3 separate regions of the Zea mays genome follow, and all the other regions are linked to region 2. A link is a contact called in public Hi-C data. All regions are on one chromosome and are shown on one strand. The core of a region is the stretch at or near the end of the contact, and the rest is flanking DNA. Distances in the headings are between cores, read along the strand shown.

Region 1 (4,018 bases), core at 1,245-3,744, 140 kb before region 2:
GGAAGCGAGATGCGGTGGCGCAATCCCTGCACAGACGAACCTTGTCACCCCTCGGTAGATGGAAGCACCTCGAGAAAATCCGCTGCTTCTCCTATATATGATGATCGGCGACAGCCTCAGGAAACGCAGGAATACGTCGATGAAACAAGGTTGTTATAATATAACGCATACTCGAAGCACTGACCTTCTCAGATGCGCAACGAATTCTTGCCTTGTCATGCCTTTCATCTCCTCGAGCTCATCTCGGTAGTTTTCTACCTGCCAACAACGAAGTGTGCTATCCCATTACATTACATGAATGGACATCAAAGCTACAGTTTTCTATAATGGATCGGAGCTCATCCATCTCCATATGGCACTTACGGGGAAATTGACGTGAGTAGCTGGACCCCAGTATTTCAGAGCAGCCAGATCATAAGCCCTCGCGGCCTTGTCTTCGGTGTCGTAACCACCTAATGACCAGATGAAATAAACAACCTTTCCTGTTTACGGATCTGCTAGACGCAGCTTGAAACTGACCAAATAAATGATTCTTCTTACCTAGATATACTGTGTGGCGCATGCAGCCAATCACATTCAGTCATGGCAAACCCCAGAATCACCATTTCAAAAATATATAAACAAAACAAAACCAAAAGGAGGTATAAGATGATGGGTAAAGACTTGCTGCATCAATTTTTTTTGGGGTTTTGTTAGCTATCAACCTTGTCTGCCTTTTCTAGTCTGCCCATCCTTCCTGCAGCTGTTGTCCCAGAGGTGGGCTTCGTATCTCCCAGTCCACCTGTGCCTGCTCCAGTGAATCCAATCCAACACAAACAAAACCCTCCATCATTCAGTATAAAACAGTCGCGGTTCAAACAGTCTGAACTGTTTGGCCCTAACAGACAGAGCAACTTGTTTCCTCCATAACAAGAGAATAGTTGTCTCATTGATAGGTACAACTGCAGGGGCACCATAAAGGATCCGAGGACCCCCCACGCTTTAATCGAACTGGCCGGAGTATATATTCTACTAAGATCAGGCATTAAAAAGATTTGGCGTCAAGCATGAGTAGCTGGCCAACTGGATAACAGGAACAGCAGAGCGTCTACTTTCTCTACATCGCAGCCACATCAATGCTGGAAGAAACTAGCAAATTAGGAACGAGGAGTAAAATGACTTTCGCAAGCTAGCTCAGAAAATGTGCAAATACCATATGATCAATACCGCAGAGGAGGCAACGTCATAGTGTACTGAAGAGTGTTGCAAAGCTTACATTGCATACCTTAGCTCTCAGAGCTAAAGAGGCACTAAGCAATGCCACCGTACGAATCCTACTGACGAAACAAAAGGCGCAGCAAAGAGATATGACACAAGGAAAAGCGAAAAATCTTGGTAAGCAGATTACCTGGTGACGCCCCTATACCGGGAGGTTCTCTGCCCAAACGTGTCGATGGACTTGCGGTGCACGGTCTGCTTGTGGCCTCCCTTCCCGGTGCTCCTCTTCCGCCCAACGCACTGCTCACCATCGCCATTACTGCGCCCCAGGGCTGCGGCCGCAGTGGCAGCGGTGGCTACAGTAGCGGCCATCTGGTGCTGCTGCTGCGGGGCCGCGCTCACGCAGCTGCTCAGCTGAGTCCCGGGGCTCATCATCGACAGGCTCAGAGGGCGCGTCTCCTCGTTGCTGTAGCAAGCGCCGTAGCTCGCCAGGAGGAAGTTCTTGGCCGCCGCCATCGCCTCCTCCATTGGCGCTGCGCCTTCTTGGAGCATCTCTGCTTCCGTCAGGGGCTGGAAGTTGTAGGGGACGAGCTGCTGGTGTTGGTAGTGGTACTGGCGGTAATCCCTGCTTGCCCCCTCTTCCTGGCCCTGCTGCTGGTGGCTGTAGTAGGTGGCCGTTTCTTGCCCACCGCCATTGCCACCACCCAAGAAGTCCTCTAGCTTCGGTGGGGACGACGGCACCATGCCTGTTTCATGACAAGACAACAAGACCGTAACGTTAGAGGTGGAGAGAATACGATTGAGACAGAGAGAGAGAGAGAGAAGGGCAGCAAAGACCTTCCATGTTGCAGAGGGTGCCGTCGTCGGACTTGTTGGGCATAGCAGGCAAGTGGGAGTAGTAGACGCCGGCAGCACTGGTGCCATCGCCATACGCGCCGCCCACACAGTAGTAACCAGGATAGGGAGAGGCCATCGGTGAGAAGAGGAAGTTGGAACTGATGGTGTTGTTGGTACTGGAAGAGGAGATCGTGGTACTGGAAGAAGGTGGAGGTGGAGCGTGATGGGTAGAAGCGGGTTCAGAAACGGAGGGCACCTCCATGGCCGTATGCGGGGAGAGGGAGAAGCCTAGCCAGTTGCTGCCATTAGCCATTTCCCCTATCAACCATGCACACGCAAGCCCTTGTTACTCTCGAGCTCGCTCTCCTTTTGTGGTGCGCTTGAACACGACTAGTCCAGTGCTGCCACTACAAATGGGAGAGCTACCAAGTACCAAGTGAACAGATGAGAAGGCCCGGCGGTGAAACCGAGCAAGACGAATGAGAGGGCCGTAGCAAGTTGGTGGATATAAATACCACCTTGATACCTTATGCAATTTCCAATATCTATAATCTATACCTAGCACTCGTCCCATTCCAAATTTAAGTGGCTTTAGGTTTTCTAGATACATAAATTTATTATTAAGTATTTAGATATAATATAAATCTAGATACATAACAAAAGTTATCTATAAAAATAGCTTACAATTTAAGACTACAATATTAAAGAGCGAAAATATCTATCGTAGTTTCGAAAATAGGGACATTAAGATTTGTGATCGCTGGGAGATTAACATGGACTCACTTAGAATGGTGAGTCGCAGGTCTAGAGTGATAGATTTTGAGACGGTGGTTATACTGGTTCACGCTTGGATCACTGGTAAAATTGCTTTGAAACGTGTTACCGCTAGTGTGCTTATGTCTTCAGAAAAGAAGAGGTCCTTCTCCTTTATAGTTTAAGGGATGGACTCTACATTGAGGACTTGTATTCTGCTGGGAGGAGCTCCACCGGTAGCCCTTGGGCAGCGTGGTTCCTCTCGTATTATCCGTGGGGTTGTGCATAGCTGTACCCCATCAGGCCATCATAATGTACCGTTCCGTCCGCTCGTCGTACGGGTTCCCTTTGTCAGTCTTCCGCCAACATCCTCGTGGTAGTGCGCGGGGGGTCCCGCAGGTCAGTCACATGGAGCGGTCGCGCGTCGTACGGTCTTGCCTGTTGTCATGTGCCTGCGCCACTCATTGGCGTGCGTAGGCATACACCCAGTATGGTGTAACTGTAGCGCACTACCATGTATTTGGGTCACTATAGAAGCTCCGATGCTGAGGTATTTTATGATTAGGGTCGTCGGGTCAGGTCCCACAAGGTTGTGGGAGCGTGTTCTGGTACCCAGGGAGGTGCGGTCATGTCATTAGCGGCCTTCGTCGTGCCTGCGGCCTACCGTTCGAATGACTGGTCATGGCTCGAGATGTCATGTCTTGCCTTTGTAGGCGTGGACTTTGCGATTATTTGGGGTTGGGTTTCCATCTTACTCCCTTCCTTGGTAGGGACCTGGTTGGCCGGTCCGCCTCGCGATTTTCCTTGGCGGGGACATGATTGGTCGCTCTATTTCGCGGGCTTGCTCGGTAGGGACCTGGTCGCTCGCTCTACCTCGCGAACTTGCTCGGTAGGGACATGGCCGATCGCTCCGCCTCGCAAATTTGTTCGGTAGGGACCTGGTCGGTCGCTCCGCCTCGCGGACTTGCTCGATAGAGACCTGTTCGGTTGTTCCGCTTCACAGACTTGCTCGGCATAGACCTGGTCGGTTGCTCCCCCCCTTGGGTCCCGATTGACAGGGAGACTTTAGTCGGCTAGAAAGTTTATGGGCCTTATTTTGGGTACACTGTTCCTAGGTACCCGACGCAGCCCCTAGCTCCCGAGCAATTCATGTGAATTTCTTGTGGGGTTATTGCGCGGTTCAGGGACAAAACCTTCCCGCGGTGGTTGTCTCGCACGGAGCGTGGGTCCA
Region 2 (4,056 bases), core at 3-2,502:
CCGCGTCACCGGCTCCGGGTCCACTGCCGACACGTCCCGGCGGTGGAGAGGGGTGCCGAGATGCCTGAGCGAGTGGGGATGGAGGCGATGGAGCCTGGGCGAGTGGGGATGGAGGCAATGGAGCGTGGGCGCGTGAGCAGCAATGGATCTCAGTCGCCGACGCAAACTCTCGCCGCCATAGGTGCTGCTGGACTGCGGGAGTGACGGACGAGATGAGAGACCGAGAGCCACCACGGGAACGGAACGAGAAACACGAGTGAGGACTAGTTTTTTTTACTTCCCCATGAATCTATAAGGTTAGGAATAAAAAGGCCCATGACATTTTGGCTCGTGCCTCATCCAAACAGGAGCCCGATATACATGGGGAAGAGAAGACGCGAGCCTTATTCCTCACGCGGATTGGACTGGGATCCTTGCAGGGATTGATTCATCCAAAGGAGCCCTGAGGGTGATTTGTTTCACCTCCACATATTTTACTAACTTTTGTTGGCTATTGAATTGCAACATTTAATAGGTATGTTAGTCTATAGTGAAGTGAAAGATTGCATTGAGAGACATTATTTTATTCATAGTTCGTAACATCTTTGATGATGTGGTAGTGTTGGAAGCGTGCTACAAAATTCATATTGAGAATAGCCTAATCAGGAGAGCCCGTCTACCTAGGGGTTGGATCACGATCCAAATATTTCTTCACAATACATTAGGACCCTTAATAAATTTTAGTTCAAAATTGAATAGAAATATAGCCTGGTCCTAATATAATTCGATCCTTAAATTAATAGCCCATACTAACTCTAAACTAATAGCCCTTCAAGCTGAGTCTCCTAGAGTTCTGCTATGTTATTTCTTTTGAAAAGAAAGCTCTGCTAGTGTAAAGGCTAGTTTGGAAATTTAAATTCTCTTCAGGATTATCGTGGATTAAGTGGGAATTATCTCATTTTTTCTTAACATCCATAAATCTAGAAGGGGTTTAAATTTCCAAACTAGCCCTAAAAATAGCAAAACTATTCTCTTCCTTTTGACATGTCTACGTCGCCACACGGGGACAGGCTAGTTCAAATACATTTTCCCCGTGGAAACACGTCCCGCAAGCCGAAATGGCCCAACTACTTCTACCGTTGGGCCCAATCTCCCGAATACCTAAGGCAACAGCAGAGCCCTTATTTCTCCCACCGCTGGGCCCAATCTACCGAACACCTAACGCAACACCAGAGTCCGAACACCTAATGCAACAGCAGAGCCCGCAGCCCGCAGCCACCCGCGCATCCTCAGTCCTCATCCGCCACTCCGTCGAACGCCCCTGCGCACGCTCCAGCTGCTATGCTCCTCCGCCCGCGCCCCTCCTTCTTCCGAGCCGTCGTGCCGCCGCCGCTCACCCGTGCCTGTGTCCCCTCCCGTCGCACGCTTTCAGCTTCTGCAGAGGCGGGAACAGCCTCCCCGAAGGATGCAGCGTCAGCGCCGGTTCCGGCGGCCACGCGCAAGAACCCCAGGAAGGCCGGGTCGCCACCTATGGGGATCGTGAAGACGGCGCTGTTTCTGCCGCCCGGGGTGGAGCGGGATGCGTTGGTGCCCGCGGACATGGTCATACCGGGGTCGAACATCGTGGTCGGTCCCTACGCAGGGGACGCGAGGGTGAAGGGTGCTGAGTTCGTCAAGAGCAGCGCGCGCGCACGGGACTGCCCCAATGACGACCGGCCCGAGTTCGCCGTCCTTGGCCGGTCCAACGTTGGCAAGTCCTCGCTCATCAACGCCCTCACCCGCCGCAAGGAAGCCGCGCTCACTTCCAAAAAGCCTGGTGATACCAAAGAACAATATTTAAGCTTTATCTTCTGATTCCTTCGAAAGTTCGAAGTGCTCTTAGTTTATCGATATCTTCTCCCTGTTTGACCTTTAATTAGCTTATCAGAGACTTTTATGTCACTGTAATGTCGTAATGGCGCTCTAGATCGCATTATGTAATTCCCCTCCACCTTGGTTCTGGGGCGTGAGGGGATATTCTGGTTAGGGTCACAGTCTTTACAGATCCCAGCGGTAGTCAGGTTTTCCAGTGGGCACTGGGAGAATAAATCCCAGCTAGGAAATATATAAATTCAAAAGTAGAATTTGGAATTTAAATGAATTCATAGTGCCCAGCGTGGCAATTGTATTGGATGGATAGGCCATTGGCAGTAGGGATTTAGAATTGACAAGCAGGTAACACATTTCCACAAATCAAACCCACTGCCATTCTGGTTGTCGTGGTACCAGTTATGGAACTGTCGAATTCAATTTTAGCAGCCATGGTCCAAGATTTTATTATTGTGGGCATGTTTGTTTCCTTGCAGGATTATATAATCCAGCTTATTTTATATAGATTATATAATCTGGATTATCCGATTATATAATCTAGATTACATAATCCAGTTTATATAATCCTATTATAGATGTTTATTTACACAAATTATTAGTGGGTAAAAAGCCAAACAGTAATAAAAAAATAAGCACCTAATGGTCTGCTTATGGATTATCATAATCTAGATACCTAAATTATATAATCCACTCCAATAATCTGTGCTGATTGTTTGCCTCTTAACTTATTTAAGCTGGATTATATAATCTAGAGGGTAAACAAACAGGGCTCCTTTGATATTTCTATCATCCTAGCTATTGGCCTTGCACATCCTTCAGTACCTGTGATTTGATTTACAATTAGCATATTTTATTTGTTTGCTAGGGTGTTTCTCTTCAATTTTAGACTTTATTTTGTGTTGGGTAACTTTGAATCAACTGTTGCTGTAATATGAATTTCTTCTTAGTGTTGTCTAAGCAAACTTAATAAATTTACTCTGCCAGGGCAACCTTGGCATGTCTTATTTCTTTATTTTAAAATGCAACTTGTTTTCTTATGTATGGTCATGTGTTCTAACATCATCATATGTTCTGCAGGGAAGACCCAAACAATCAATCACTTTTTGGTTAATAAGAGTTGGTACCTTGTGGATTTGCCTGGTTATGGGTATGTTTACTCTTTTCTATCACACTCAAGGTTTTCTCGTTCATCCAAAAATTAGTAAGTCAAATTGTTCACTAGTGCTTCACATGCTATGTTCCAGAATGGGAGCATCTTGTGTTTCCCCCCTCTTTTACATATGGTGATTACTTGATTAGGAATTTAACCCTGCTGATGCACTACCTTTTCCCCACTCGTCTAGTTCCATAGCCAGAATGACATTCTTTGTACGACGGAAGTATTATACATTTGTGGCACTCTTGAATTTTGGCATATAAGATATTCTTCTAGAACCATTGTACACAGCAGCTGTGCATGCAAATAGCATTCCTATATTCTGTGCTGTTTTAACATAGCAATAGAATAGTGGATGGAAACCATTCAGGTTCAAACTTCTGATATGAAAACAAAGTGACATAAATATTTTGTCCTGAAGTTAGCCTGTTAATGTGTTAGTTCTGGAAGCCCAATTACTATGCCTTTTTTCATGCCATATTGGATAGGGCACAAGTTCCACTTGCACCAGTTGTAGTTTTCCTTTGGATAGCGTTTCTGATTTTATTTGCTGGTATCTTGACCCTTGATATTGTAACAAGTGCCTCTGCCTCCAGCATGAAACAAGAATGTTTAACAGACACTCAAATGTGTTCTATATTTCCTTTTTGAACACTATACTTTTAAGATTGTTTACCATAAACATTACAGCGTTCTATTGGGTGTATTACAAACTATTTGAACACTATTCTTACAGCATCTTTAAGGGTCTTTCTTAAACTCGCGCACTCTAGAGAGCTAATCCCACTCTCCATCTTTGGTGAGCGAGAAATCCAGAATAGAGGATAGCAATTAGTGTTCCACGAGGCGCCATTCTGCGACAGCCTAACATAGATGTTAAGGCCTTGTTTAGTAGGTCTCATCTGGTAGTTCCTCCAAAATGGCTCTGGCTTCTTTTTTTCACTGAAAAATGGTTCACTAAAATGTTTGGTAGGGCTGCTCTGTAGGAGACAGAGCCGGAGCTGGGGAGGAGCCCTACCAAACGGGACCTAAGTGGTGAGAATATCCATAAA
Region 3 (4,041 bases), core at 986-3,485, 200 kb before region 2:
AGCAAAGCCGGGATTGGGAGGCAACCACATGAGATCCACAGATCGCGATGAACAGACACCGCGCTTGTTACGGTGACGTTGAAGAAGACCCCGACAGGCAGGCCTATACGTCAGAGGAACGTGCGTGCACAGAGGCTGGGAGACGGGGCACACAAGCCAGTGACAGGGAGCGCGCGAGCGAGGTCAGATGGAGAAGTGGGCCTGCATGCGGCCCACGCGACCGAAGAGGGGGGAAGGCAGGGGCAGAGAGATGGGCCGGAGTAGGGAATTTGGCCCATGGCCAGCTCTGGTCTCTTTTTTTTCTAATTTAGTTTCATGTCCTTTTTTTCCTATTTTGTTTTCCGTTTTCGAATCCAAATGAAATTCAAACTCCCAATTTGAGTTTAATGCTTTCTATTCCAGTTAGTATGCACAGCATAAAACTCCAGCATGGTAATGAAAAATGTTTTATTTTATTTTAATATATAATTAGCCACATGTTTCGAAACATAATTTACATTCACATATCTTACTTTAATAATAAGACACTCTTTTTGGAATTCTGAAATTCAGAATTCATTAGTTATCTCCTTTTAAAAAGAATTATTTTAATTCAAATAGTACTTTAACTATATAGTTATAAAGGGGAAGACATATAGATTTAAAGTCTTTCTTCTATTTGTTGCTAAGGCGGCGTTTCGGAAGAGGCAGATTTTGAGAATCTATGTAGGCCACGCTATCCAAGAAAATGTAAGAGAAGATTGATAATTGGAATTCTCTTAAGGCACATTATCCAAGACAAATAAAACAAAAAATTTGGATATGTATCACATAAAATTTACTCCCACCATTCCATTTCATAATTTATTTGACATTTTTACTTTAAGTTTGATCGCCTCGTCTTATTCAAAAATTTTATAATCATTCTTAATTTTTGTTGTGATATTGTTTACCATATAATCGCTTTGATTTTTTTTCTTTTTTCACAAGAAATGAATAATACGTGTCGATTGAACGTGACAAAAAAAAAACTGAAACGGATTATTTTAGGACGGAGAGAGTATTTGATAACAAGAATCCATACGGAACCAAACGCAGCCTAATTCCTCTCAAATTTTCGCACTTACTATTGGACTATTGGCACGGTGGCTACGGTTGCACGAGCAGAAACTGTGGAGGGAACAAACTTGCTGGCCGAGCAGGCACAAAGAGAGTTCAAGTACCTGAATGAGAACGACAGATGCTTGTCACCGAACTGGTGCTTGTCCGGAGCGGAGCCCAGAGGCGTGAGGAGAGCATTGACAGACGTGACGTGACGTATGGTGATAACTGATGCGAGGCACAGCACAGTGAGAGTGAGGGATACGGGCATACGGCGAACATGAACCTCGGTTTTCCCGAGCCGAGCAGGTCCGATCAAAGCAAGCAGTCCAGTTGACCGAGACCGACCGACCGGCCGACCGGGCTCCAAGCCTGCGACTGCAAATAGCAGTACCGGTAGCTTAGATTGCAGTGCTATGTACTCGTTCCTGATCGGTGCCTCCTCCAGTGAACAGTGATCCTGCAAAAACAGCAGTGGGCTGCCGGCTGCGTGCGCGCGTAATATATGCGAACTTGATTGAGTACGAAACAGCGTACGTGATCGTCTAGCACTAGCTTCTTTCGATGATGAAGCTTAAGAATACTCTACGTCTGGATCGATCTTGTCCCTCAGCTTCTTCAATTCATCTCATCTACTAGCACTCATCGGTCTCGGCCGTCGGACGGTTGCGTCGGCAGCAGCTAGCCTCTGCGGCGGACCGCGGTCGAGGTACGGTGTCGCGCAAAGTAGTGACGATGCATGTGTGAACTGTACGACGTAGTAGTAGAATGCATGCATGGGTACTACAGACTACAGAGCACGCAGCAGACTGAGACACGACGACAGCGCTACGGTTTTTCTTTCCAAAAGAAAACAAGAGACGCAGGCAGGGGCAGGTGGTGCGCAGCGGCCGGCGGAAACGCAGGCGGAAGGCACAAGACGACACAGCACGCGCTGCCGATCGACCGCCTGTCTGCTGCCGATGGCGGAGCAGGCTTCCCCCTGCCACCCCGTTCCGCATGCAGCAGCCCATGCCGCCCTTGTCGCTTCCCGCGCGTCGCCGAGCGCGCGGGCGGCAGACGGCAGAAACGAGCGCAGCACGTTCCCCACGGCGCGTCACACAGGCTCACGCACGCTGTCCTCAGACGCCGGCGCACTGACGCACGCGGAGTCGCGGCTCGCTCACCATCCACATGCACGTCAGTCCCCACTAGCTGAGCGCCTGAGCCTGAGATGCCACACACGGTGGGTGACACGGGGAATGAGATCCCTGCGGACCTACCGCTTGCATGCCGTGCGCGCCACCTCGGCTTACGGCTTCATTCAACGCGCCCGCCTGACGGGCTCTGCCTCCGGCGGGCCAGTTCCGGCGGGCACATGGGACTGAGCCAGCACCGAGCACGGGCAGTCGAGCAAAGCGGCGACTCTATGGCCTATGGGGAATTAGCTTGCTTCGCTACGCTCGCTAGCTCTAGCTGGAACAGCGGTCCCGCGGCACGTGTTGTCGAATCTGGAGAGGAGAGAGGCAACAGCGAAGGGGCAAGGGCTCGCTCCCGCGCGGTGGCAGGCGGCTAGGCGCCCCGGCCGGCGGCTGCAGCACTGTGCAATGTGCATGCATAACCCTTGGCGTATGCCGCCAATGTTGAGGGTCAAACCGTCGCTTCCGGTTTCCTGTGCCGGCAAATCACTGGCCGATGGGCGCATCAATGCTCCAGCACGGCAGCCGCATTGCACAGGGGCAACGTCCTGGCCTCCTGGGGGGGCCGCTTCCAGTGGCGCGTTCAATCATGTATGTACTAGGGGCGCATTTGCGACCTTGCCCAGCGATCTGGCTGCGCCCCCGGATGCAACGCGGGGTGTTTGCGGTGAGCTCTGCTGCTTATGACGCAAGCCAATGCTCGTGGCTGCTCCCACGAAATAAAAGTGGCTCCTAGCGTGGCTGTCCGCGCATGGCAAACATCGGCTCAATTAGGTCAGGTTTATTTGGTATCTTCGACTGGTTTTGCAATCGGACAGACAATGTCAGAGTCAGGAAAAGCCTGAAAAGGTGTAAGAAAACACAATGACCCATGAGAATTAATTAATTTTTTAGGCCGCCATATTGATCGAAGTGGGTTACCGTAATTTCCTTCGACTGGTTTTGAACCGACGGGAGTTAAATAATTTCCGTCGGTTTATGCAAATACCGATGAGAATTAGTTTAGCCGATAGTAATGTTCACAATTAATGTTGTGATTTCAAAAGGTAAGAACTCACTATACAAGGCAACCTCTCACATGTATGTCGCCCATCAACAAGGAAGAAATTGATAATCTGTTTCTGAGTTCCCCAATCATGATGTTGATGCCATTACCACTAGAGATGCTTACCAGAGATAAAGGAGACCATGACTGCTACAGTCGCCATTGCGGCCATCGTCGAGGCCTAAGCGCGGGAGTTGATGACATGTGGACCTGATGTTGTTCACTAGATGCCTCAATTGCCCTTGGTCCTCACTAAAAGAGGGGGTGGACGAGGGCAACACATCGCAAGTGAGCAGTAGAGAGGCGTCGTTGGGAGAGGGAGCAAGAGCTAGGATGCATGAGGACTATAGGAGTGAGGAGGCGCTAAGGTGGTGAGGTCGTTGGAGGCGGCATGTGTCTTGGGCTCACGGTGCCAACTCATTCGTGGCTCCGCATGTGACGGTGTGCGAAGTGAGGAAGAGGAAGCGTGCGGTGGAATGTGGCTTGCCTCTTTTTGTGGTTCTGCGGCACATGAGGAAGGACTAAGATTGACGGAGGCCCACTTAGGGATTAAGGTTTACTCAATGGGGTTTGGATGGGCCTACATGGTTGGGCTGCCTAAGAAATTTACATGGTTGGGTTGCCTAAGAAATTGAGTGTCTATGCTCAAATTGAAATTATCTAATAAACTATGGAACATAAATTATTGAAAAATACAAAAAGTTTTCGGAAACGATTGAAAGAAATGCATATCATTTT

Evidence for each region. Hi-C and Micro-C count contacts between places; a contact is called where the count stands out from the background.
Region 1: a Hi-C map of tassel shows a contact between it and region 2, with 2.5 times the contacts expected there. The contact joins the promoter of LOC100384380 here to the promoter of LOC100285454 in region 2. A contact is called at or near these places in 4 of 25 Hi-C or Micro-C datasets (ear, leaf, tassel and 1 more).
Region 3: a contact with region 2 is called in a Hi-C map of ear, with 2.4 times the contacts expected there. The contact joins the enhancer-like site here to the promoter of LOC100285454 in region 2. A contact is called at or near these places in 2 of 25 Hi-C or Micro-C datasets (ear and leaf).

What each region holds. Positions count from the first base shown.
Region 1 is chr9:151,106,218-151,110,235 of Zm-B73-REFERENCE-NAM-5.0, forward strand. It overlaps LOC100384380, which reads right to left and starts at 2,495. Exons shown (of 9, transcript NM_001362354.1): 1 at 2,035-2,495; 2 at 1,388-1,943; 3 at 705-787; 4 at 541-549; 5 at 364-452; 6 at 185-258; 7 at 41-91. The coding sequence starts at 2,347.
Region 2 is chr9:151,252,248-151,256,303 of Zm-B73-REFERENCE-NAM-5.0, forward strand. LOC100285454 reads left to right here and starts at 1,253. Exons shown (of 4, transcript NM_001158347.1): 1 at 1,253-1,795; 2 at 2,926-2,995. The coding sequence starts at 1,321.
Region 3 is chr9:151,049,991-151,054,031 of Zm-B73-REFERENCE-NAM-5.0, forward strand. No RefSeq gene overlaps it. Among protein-coding and RNA genes, the nearest start is that of LOC111590197, 16 kb to the left of the region's middle. Within about 2 kb of position 2,236, at least 19 of the 20 cell types and tissues checked have an H3K27ac peak or open chromatin away from gene starts, as enhancers often do. A contact at or near this core is called in ear and leaf, where this site is marked.